Linked DNA regions of Bactrocera dorsalis: region 2 is linked to region 1. Evidence: chromatin contacts called from public Hi-C data. All regions are on one chromosome and are shown on one strand. Each heading gives the region's core, a stretch centred on a gene start, on an enhancer-like site or on the middle of the called end of the contact. The rest is flanking DNA. Distances are from core to core; before and after follow the strand shown.

Region 1 (5,244 bases), core at 2,242-4,741:
GCGCCAATAAAGTTGAATGAGATAATTTCTATGCTGCAATTCGATTCATATCAATAACAACTGGCTCTAATCGGCATTAAAGGTATACTAAACCGACACGCCACCTAGTCAGCCAATTGCAGGTTTGTCTGTGAGGTGTCGAGCTAAACTGCGTAGTTCGAACTCGTTGGGCTGCACTACAAACAATGAGGTGTTGAACTAGCGTGTGCTAGTGAACTAGTGGGTGTGGCATATGGGCGCATCTTTCAATTAGTTTAGCTTACAGGTGTTGATAATATATCACGGCATTATTTATTTAGTTGTGAATCCATTATAAATGTAATTGACGGGCAAAATTCTAGGTGTCTGAGGTTTTGAATTATATATGTGAGTCATTGTTCTTCGTGATTGTCTCTTATTTATAGAATCAGTATTCCAGAATAGGTTTAAATAAACTTGTAAAGAAAGATATAGAACTGTAATTTGATTCAGGGGATCTTGTGTTCTAAAAATTTAAAGAAATGGGCGTGGCCTCGCTCCCTATTTGGTTTAACGCACATACATATGTATATATATTTATATCCAGAACCAAGTTCGTATCTTTTTCATTGGTTACGTTTTTCACGTGGCGGGTCTCAAACCCAGCGCACAACCAGGGGCGGGATGGTACGCCTTCTCACTTTAGCTCGCCTTCAAACGAATGTTTTTTGCCTACCCAGAGGATACTTAGTCTAAGACCGGGAGTCATGAGCTGATTGAGCCATATGTTAAAGGATCGTTTCTGGCCACTCCCAAGTGAATGACAATAAGAGAACTTTCCTTAATTGCGTGAACTTCTACACATGACTCCATCCTCCTTTGTCGAGATACCTTCCCAAAATCTGGCTTAGATTATTGTCTAAGAGAATACTATAATCTCAGAAAAAAATTCCATATCGGACTACTGTAGCCTACAGCTCCCTTACAAATTGATTGTTGAAAATCTAGTTCTTATGTATGTATGTATATTAAAGCTTTTTCATTTGTGAAAGGTATAGTTAACGTCTTTTCTTTTTTTTAGTAATTTCATCATATAGATTTTTTTTTTATTATTGTTGGGAACGTTGCACTAGTTATGCAGTCACAAGACTTGTGAATATTACAGAAGACAACGAACGATGTAAGCAGACAATACTGAAACGCCGTCAGGCTAGACAATCGACCGGCTTATTGGCTTGCCGACTGGCTGACGATTCGTTGAATGGAACGTGCCAGAAAAACAGGAATGATACGATGAATTTCACTTATATGCCTAAATGTGTAGTATGCATATATGACGATAGGCATGTAGTGGAGTAAGCAGCCAGTCGGTTGGTTTGTTGCTATTGCCTTTTGTATATTGGCGAAAAGTTTCATGTGATTTTACAATGTAACGGTTGTTCGCATTTGTTGTATGTTTGCTCATTATGAATTTGATCGATTTTCCGAAGTCCATGTTGGCACTTAGCAACACAACATTTGCGATTATTTGTTTGGAGATTTGTTTTTGCAATTTAGTTACATACAAGAGGAGGCTTGGGAACATACATATGTGAACTGCGGTTTAATGGTTTTCCAATTCGCTTCAGATGATATACAAGGTAAACTCTTGTGAATGATACGGAAAGCGAAACATTTATGTATATTAAAAACTGTTAGCAAATTTTCAAGGGCTTTTGAAAATCTGATAGCAAGCAAAAATATCACTAAACCCAAGACGACACATTTCAGGTCTGCACATGTACAGTAGAGGCCCGCTAATCCGGACACGGCCTAATCCGGATTCCACTGTAATCCGGACAGGATTAAAAAATTCAAATTTTCTATTATGTCCCTTGTAATCCGGACCGACATTCTCTATCCGTATTCTCTACTCCGGATCACACGTTTATTATTCACTACATTCGCTTCTTAGAACGCTACGGCAGCGAGCAATGGAGGCTAAACAAAAAAGCGTTCGCCCAACAAAATTAACCGTTTTTTTTTTCAATTAAATTTAGAATTTATATTACACCGCTTAATACATACAAATTTCTAACGTTTATTTTCAATGGATTGTTTTAAGTCTTTTTTTGGAATATGTGTATTATTTGTTATAATAAACAAACAGAAATTTATAAATATTTTTTCTTAATACGTAGTTCTGATATGTCTTTGGTAATCCGGATTCCCTTATATTCCGGATAGGGGCCGGTTTTAATTGATCCGGATTAACGGGCCTCTACTGTATTCACATACGTTCGAACATATGTATGTGTGTACACATCTATTTCCACTATATCATCTTTATTTTTGTGAAGAAAATCGATTTTCTTCGCCTGCATTCCTTCGTAAATAGCAGCCGCTGTCGTAGTGGCGAAGGTTGCAACAAAAAGTAATGGAAACAAAATAGAATAAAAAGATCAAAACAAAAAAGGGAAGAGTATAACTCATGCACGAACGATAGCCGCAAATAGCGGATGGCAAAACGGCATAAAAAGGAGATGGAGATGACCAGTGGAAAATTCCGGAAAGTTTTACCCTGCTACGTGCAGTTATACTTACGTGTTCATGTAAATTACAGCCAAATGGCAAAGAAAATTACTGGGTGTGTGAAGTAGGATTAGAAATGTTTATACGACATAAATACATATGTATTTTATATATACAAATATACATATGTATATGCACATATGTAATAAGCAGAAAATTTGCATAACTTATATTTGTTTCCACTTACCAACAATGTTTCTAATTTATTTTCGATATTTTGGCAAACACTTCAAAAAGAAACCACACACTTTGTTTTAAAATATAAATGCACACGCGTTCGTTTAGCCCAGCAACAGTGGTTGTGACGTAAAGTTGCGTTATTTATATATATTTTAATGGTTTATTTTGTATTAAGTTAAAATTGTTTCAGGCGAATCATTTTGTCTATTTTTGTATACACTTGCTATGAAAAATCGCTTGTTGACAAAGGTTTACAATACGCGTTCGGCACAAAACCGTAAGTGGAAATTTGCTGTTAAATTACTGCACTTGCACATTATTACAACACGGCTAATTTCCAATATAATTCTTTAACAGTAAGTTTCTTTACTGATGCAGTAATTCCTTGCGTTTTTCGTCAAACTAATTTGTACTCTACGCCCACAAGTTTGGTCTCCGGAAAAACGGTGGACATCAAGTTCGTTTTCTTCTCTGTTATTTACGAAAATCGCACACGCTTTCGCTATTTATCTACTCGTTGCGAGTCTCTTCGTACGTACCCGTGCCAATGTCCACCTTACGATTACGATTGTCTCACAAAATACAAATTTAGCTTATTCGTTGTTTTATTTTTCAAACATTAAATGTTACATATACAATTAAGACACAATACACACGTATTTAATATGCAATTTTTAGATAATTTTATGGAAAATAACAGATTATAAACTGTTATCACACAACACTAAAAACAGATGTGAACTTTTCCAGGAGAGAGAATTTTTCGGACTGATGAAATAATCTGACAACTCTAAACGAAGAAAGAGTGCAAAACAAAATATCAAAAAAAGTGCTGCCAAGTTTAGGTGCCGCGTTGCGTTGCCAACCGTGGATGACAAAAGGGTATTTATCGTATTTGCATAATAACTGTTATTAAACTTGGATGTAATATACAAAAATAATAAGAATATATGTAGAATAATTACAATTTGATATTTGAATGTAATATCTTTCTTAATAAAGCTACAAACACAAAATATATCTATTTTTTACATATGCTGCCAATTGGTTGGGCTTATTACAGACAACGTATATCATTTACGTTCTCTGCTTATTTACGCTGTCAAGTATATACCTTTAGCTATTACATTTTTTTAAGCGAAAACTTGACGGTTATGGATTAGACATTATATAAATTTTAGTTATTTTTAAGGTCTACTAACTTTAATAAACTTACTATTTCTGAAAATAACTATTTTTCGCTCGTAGGAGGATGTGCCACTGTCATGCAACTTTGCTGCAAATAACTGGCAACTCTGCACATCTACCATTTTTCTTCGCACACTCGAAGTTTTATCTTGTTTACGGTTGTCGTGCCGCTCACCCAATTAAACTAAATAAATTTGTTGGCCTCTTTCTAATTAAAATCTTAATTAATTTTAGTTTTGTTTACTTGAGTTTATTGTGTTTTTGTTTTATGTTGTTTTAAATTCTAATAATGCGAATTAATTACATTTGAGACATTATATTCGCTATAAATTTGTGAATGAGAATAGAAAAAAATAAGAATAGCAAGCAGTGGCAAATGTGAACATAAAGAAGTGTACGCAGAGTGAAGAAAGGTAAAAAATTTGTGGAAAAAAGGTGGAATAACAGTAGACTTGGCCTAAAACGGCAAGTTAACCAAGTACGTTCACATACTACTTAATACCTATTGGCCAACAGTACATAGTTGGGGTGTGGAATAAGCGCATAAAATATGTGTGGTAGAATGCAACTAATACGCAGGAAATCGTTATAATGGAAGAATTGCTGTTGAGTAATGTAACATAAGTACCAATAAGCTGTAAGAAATAAGCTGCGAATTATAGACAAGCACAAACAGATCGGAAGCACTACGACTTTCTATATATTATCATCCCACAAGTGGTCAATGTACGACAAAATATGCAATCAATTAAGTGGAACACCACGCTGGCTGGTATAAGTATTGCAATAGCAAATAATTAGAGACCGCTGTAATTTTTCGCATATCAGCACTTATTTGCAAAGAAATGTGTTAAAAGTCAAAACGTGTATTTATTAACTGCGTGCAGTTGGTGGTTGTGCTAAATACTAATTTATCTAAGATTTGGAATGTGTTAATCGTTGTACTATTGGTGTTTTACGTCAGCACAGTGAGGCATTTTAACGAAATCAACTTGTTGCATGATTCATTGCCGGCTGGCTAGGCAACGAAAGGCAGTAATGAAGGGCAGTCAAATTACTGTCGCAAGTGTTGCCACAGTGTTTTAAATGTGTGTTAAAGTGCGAAAATAATTAACATGCAAAAAATTATATAGTTGTAATTAAAAGTTTTGATTAAATATACGCCAATTTCACTCTGTTTAAAACTAAATAATAGCTAGCTTGTGACATACATACATATTTGCCGCGTTGTCGTGTTTATATTTATATACCTTACCCGTATGACCACTTGTGGATTCACGCATTTGTTTACATTTCGTATTTCAACAACATCATGAACGTTTTTGTTGTAGCGCTTAATATACATAC
Region 2 (5,043 bases), core at 99-2,598, 44 kb before region 1:
GGAAAGAAAAGTTGTGTTTTTAATTACAAGACGAAACGAAACGCAGCCGCATGGAGTGTGCGGTGGAGCCGAGTGGTGGGCCAACCAACCGAAATAGCATAGCACGGCATAGGCAAGGCAAGGCAGAGTGTGTAGCCGAAAAATGGTTTGCTGGCAATGAAAAACTTAGTGACGAAACAAGAAGAAACACCACACAAAATGAAAGGGAAAAAATATTTTGAGGAAAAAAAATAAGAGAAAAACAGTGCAGCACAAAAGTCTGAGCGCCCAGCAAATCACCCTGAGTTAATTGGTCTAGGTCGAGGCTACAAAATTTAATGAATCAAATAGCGAAACTAAACTGATGGACATGCGAACAACGCATGCATGCCTTGGATGAAAGATAGTGATGTGAGTCATGGATATGCATATGTGTGTATGTGTGTATGCTTGAAGGGCAAAGAGATAGTGTTGGATCAGTTAGTTAGACCAGCAGCTGGGTGGATGTGTGAATGTATGCGGTAAATAACGGTTAGAATAGAAGTGTGTCGATAACAGTGTGTGTTGAGACGGAAATGCAGTGGGGTAGGGTGTGATGGAAAAGCTGCTTTCGCAGTGAGAAAAGCGATGCGTTGCGATGAGCACGAATCTTCAGGCGGTACGACGAAAAGCGGGTGCAGCGAGGCGGAAAACAGCTGAGGGAAGTATTGTGGTAGCAATTAAGCGGTATGCGAAGGGGAAGAGGCATATAAAAATGGCATAAAAATACTTTGATATGGCCAATTGGAGTTTGGACTTTGTGATGTGGAAACAAAACTCGGCTAATTGGACGAACTTGTGGCGAAGGCTGGTGGAAATAGAGAGAGAGGTTTGTTTGCTTGCTGGCGATGGCAGTTTTGTCTAGTTGGGGAGTTGTGTGAGGAGGCAGCAACAACGCATGGGGCGTAACAATTAAAAATGGCTGCTGCTGGCGTGCTTACACACATACAAGCACGAACTCATACATACTTACCTACACTCAACCGAAAACGCAGCCATCACAGCTAAAAGCAACTTTCGAGATTGTGGGTGGGTATGTGTGTTGGAAAAGGCAATTAATGCAATTTCTGCTTGCGCGCCTGTGTGTGTGTGTGTTTTTCTTATACCTACCACCGCCCGCTTCCCCGCTACTCCTGCTGCATTTTCGGCCATTTAACAATTAATTAAGACTCGGGTGTCAAGTGTCAACATTGGCGGCCACACAAGCACACGCACCCGCATTGTGGGCGCGTTGGCGGTCGGCTAACGGTTTGAGGTAACAATTATAAACTGTTAATTAGTTGGAGTAAAAGAACAGGCGCCCAGCAATGCGGCACAAGTGGCACAGCGCGCGATGACTCGACTCGACGCAACGCGAAAAATTTTCTTGCTTCTGTGGTCGGCAATACATATGTAGTCGTATATATGTATATGTATGTACATATGTGTGTGTGTGTGTAGGTGTATGGAAAATGTTTTACGTGGAAAGCGGAAATGCGAGCGCACAAATGAATGGACAAACAGCAAGTCGCTTGCACGCTTAGCGAATCAAGCGAGAAATGGAAAAATGCAATGCGTTTGTGCTGGTGTTGGTGGTGGCGGGGGAGCTACGGAGGGACAGTGTTGCGTGCGTGTTGGTACGCAGTTTAGTTTTCGGTTGATTTTTGAGTGTAGTACGTACGTACATACATATATAACTGAGACTTCGAAGTTTCAACAACAACATACATATAAGTAAACAAAAACAATTGTTGATAAGTGAGCGGTATGCGATTCTGTAGACCACTAGTTGTTCCGTTAAGCGTATTTCCACATACATACATATGGGAGTGTAAATGTGTGTGTGTGAGATCCCAATTTCAAACAAGTGTTTGTTTTCGTCATTCTACGTTTGAAAGTATTCTTTTCTTTTCCAAAAATACAATACCGATTTTTTGTACATGACCAAATAGGAATTTTAAACCATGGAGACATTAGCGAAATCCGAGCATTAATTTTCGGACTCTATATTCAAGAAACCGACCTTTTCAAAACCTTCCACAAGACTCTTGAAGAACCCCCAGAGATAATCTAGTGATTTGCGTCCAGACCATACTGAAATTATGGAGGGAAGAGTTCTCCATCCTGCTGAATGGCAGGTTGGATTCCTCAATCAATAACGATGGAGCAGACGTTCCATTGCCGGCCATGAAGATGTCTGAATAGCAATTACCCGTCTGAAGAACAACAAAGCGGCGGGGGCCGGCGGGGAAAAGGTTCTGCGGAGGATCTATGGTTCTTTAGCGCATTTGAAACGGCGAATACCTCAGCCGATGGAACGATGGACTGTACGAGATATTCGACGACATTGACACCGTTCAGTGAGTTAAGAGACAGCGGCTAAGGCCAGCTCTGAACGTATTCGACGCCCTACCCGCGGGGGGAAGTCGAGGAAGAGGAAGACCTCCACCGAAAAATTTCTCACAGGGTATATTTTGAGTATATACTCATACGCTTTACACACAAAATGTTTAATACCAAATGCTTAGGAATTTCCAAAAGAACAGTCGACTGCAAGTGAATTGAGATTCTTCATTGTGCTGGTTTCTAATGCTATTGTTGAAAGTCTAGTTGCTGTTAGCTGCTCGAATGTGCAGTACAAGTGCACATATACTTAAAAATATACACACATACATATGTATACAAGAAGAGCATATAAATACACAAGCAGCGCCTTTGAGACTGATTGACTTTTCGTATATGCACACGTATGTATGTTTGTATATGTATATACTTATATAAGTATGTATATGTGTGTATGCTTGTAGTTTGATGACCTCACAAGTGTGTTTTCGATTTTCGTTTGATAACTTACACATATACAATACAAGTATGTACTTTTGTATGTATGTATATAGTATGTAGGCGTGCATACACATGACGCACTTATGCAATTCATATGGAGTCTCTTAAAGTTGATACACTATTTTTGCTATTGTTGTTTCACTATCAAACTCTTAAAAAAGCAAACCGAAGCAAATGCTTGTTGTATTTTCTGTTTGCCTATTGAAACTTTAAAGAAATTTAAATATATTTTACACATTTCTTACCTAAAAAGTTTGAAAGACGAGAGAGAATTGAATATAATGGATTTATTCAAAGAGATTTATTTTCAAACATAGAGCCTTAACGAATGAACATTTTTTGTCAAGAGCCTTTTTATGTTCATTTAATAAAAATTTAGAAAAATTCATAAAAATTTAGAAAAAAAATTCATAAAAATATGTAAACATTTAGAAAAATTTTTTGAAAATTTAGAAAAAAAAAATCATAAGAATCGCAATTGACTACGCTGACTTTTTAGTGATTTTTTTAGAAATAAAGAAAATGAGAACATATATCGTTATCATAACTTGTATAGTCACTATAAATTGTAGCAGAACTAAATACTCAACCACGATCCCACTTACCACGAATATTTTTTCGAGAGTTTCTGGAGGTATAAGAATTTCGAATTACTTTTGAATAATGTTTTTAAGTTTTCTTAATTGACTTACATTACAATGAAAAATAATTTTTTTGAAGTTTATGTATTTAGAGTCAAAGCGTTATTCTGAATACTAAAATAATTTGGAAGTAGAAAACATTCTCTAACTTGCGACAAACTAAGAACGAAAATCCAGGCTACATTTTTTTCCATATTTTTGAAAGTTTCTGACTTGAATTCGATTTTTTTCATATATTTAATGTTTAGACCCTTAAGAACATATCCTCCAAAGGATTTTTAAAAATTGAAATTATTTTAAGAGCTACAGTTACTTTAGGGACGAAGTACCTAGCCCGGTATTATCCTTGATCTTTATACATATAATCCTTAATCCTTTGTTTTTTAATATTTAAAAAAAAATCAAGAATTAAAAAAAAAGCGTAAAAAATTATTTTAATTTTCAGGCAGTCGCCATTTTTCAAAAAAAAAATGTTTCGTGTTCCCTTAATCGATAATTTTATCGATCATATCCGATTATTGAAATAAAATATCGACAAAAATTTATCGGTAATTTTATCCATCATAGCCAATTATTAAAAAAGGGTGTTATCGATTTAGTAATCGACAAAAATCGATAACAAAAAATAGTATTTATTTATTATTTTTTTGGTACTTCTATTAAATTAATGCTTATTAAAATTTGGTGAAAAAATATGCAAAAAATTAACTACTTTTAGTTCGATCAATTTCTAAGAAGCTTTTGATGGTCCGAAACCATTTCACACAAGGAATTTTTATAGTAAAATAAATAAAGTTGATTTAACTGATTTCGGACAAAAAAAAAATTGTAAAATTGAATTGTAAAAAATCGATAACACGTTATCGAAGTTGTAATCGATAGCAATCAATAATCGATAAATGTGAATATAAAAATATTATTTATTTATCTTCTTTTAGTACATATTATTGAATTAAATTTTACTTAATTTTAGGGAAAAAATTGTGCATAAAATGAACACTATTAGTTCCTCTCAAAATTTTTCACACACGGAATTTTCATAAAAATAAATTAATTAAGTAGAACAAAATTGTAAAAATCGAAATTAAAAAATCGATAACATGTTATCGAATTAGTAATCGACAATAATCGATGGCAAAAAATATCTTTAATTTATTCATTTTTTCGGAACGTTCATTGAATTCAATTTTTTTCATTCTCGTAAAAAAATGTGCATAATATGAACTGATTTTATTTTACCGAATTCTTTGGAGCTTTTCTTTGTCTGAAATCCTTTCATATTTGAAATTTTAATTGTAAAATAAATTAAGTAGAACAAAATTATTTCAATAATAGCAAATAAAGCAAAGAATATAGTACATAAAAGCTATAATACAAACAAGCTATAATACATATGTACATACATACATATATACAAAACAAACCCTCTTGAATGGCAATCGACCAAAACGGTAACAATTGACGTGTTAAAAGTGCGAAAATGACGCACGTGACTATCAACTACTTCTATTCATTTGTACTCTCTAATCGTAGCACAAACAAATTATTAGAACAATTATAG

What was found. A called contact is a pair of places that touch in the nucleus more often than the background predicts.
Region 2: a contact with region 1 is called in a Hi-C map of whole body, with 4 times the contacts expected there. The contact joins the enhancer-like site here to the promoter of LOC105228423 in region 1. A contact is called at or near these places in 2 of 2 Hi-C or Micro-C datasets (both in whole body).

What each region holds. Positions count from the first base shown.
Region 1 is chr3:6,268,624-6,273,867 of ASM2337382v1, reverse strand. LOC105228423 (CDK5 and ABL1 enzyme substrate 1) reads right to left here and starts at 3,491. Exons shown (of 9, transcript XM_049453616.1): 1 at 2,717-3,491. LOC105228480 (atypical protein kinase C) reads left to right here and starts at 4,020. Exons shown (of 10, transcript XM_049453613.1): 1 at 4,020-4,310.
Region 2 is chr3:6,310,991-6,316,033 of ASM2337382v1, reverse strand. The region is part of intron 2 of LOC105228423 (CDK5 and ABL1 enzyme substrate 1); the gene reads right to left. Among protein-coding and RNA genes, the nearest start is that of LOC105228424, 41 kb to the left of the region's middle. Within about 2 kb of position 1,348, the one cell type or tissue checked has open chromatin away from gene starts, as enhancers often do.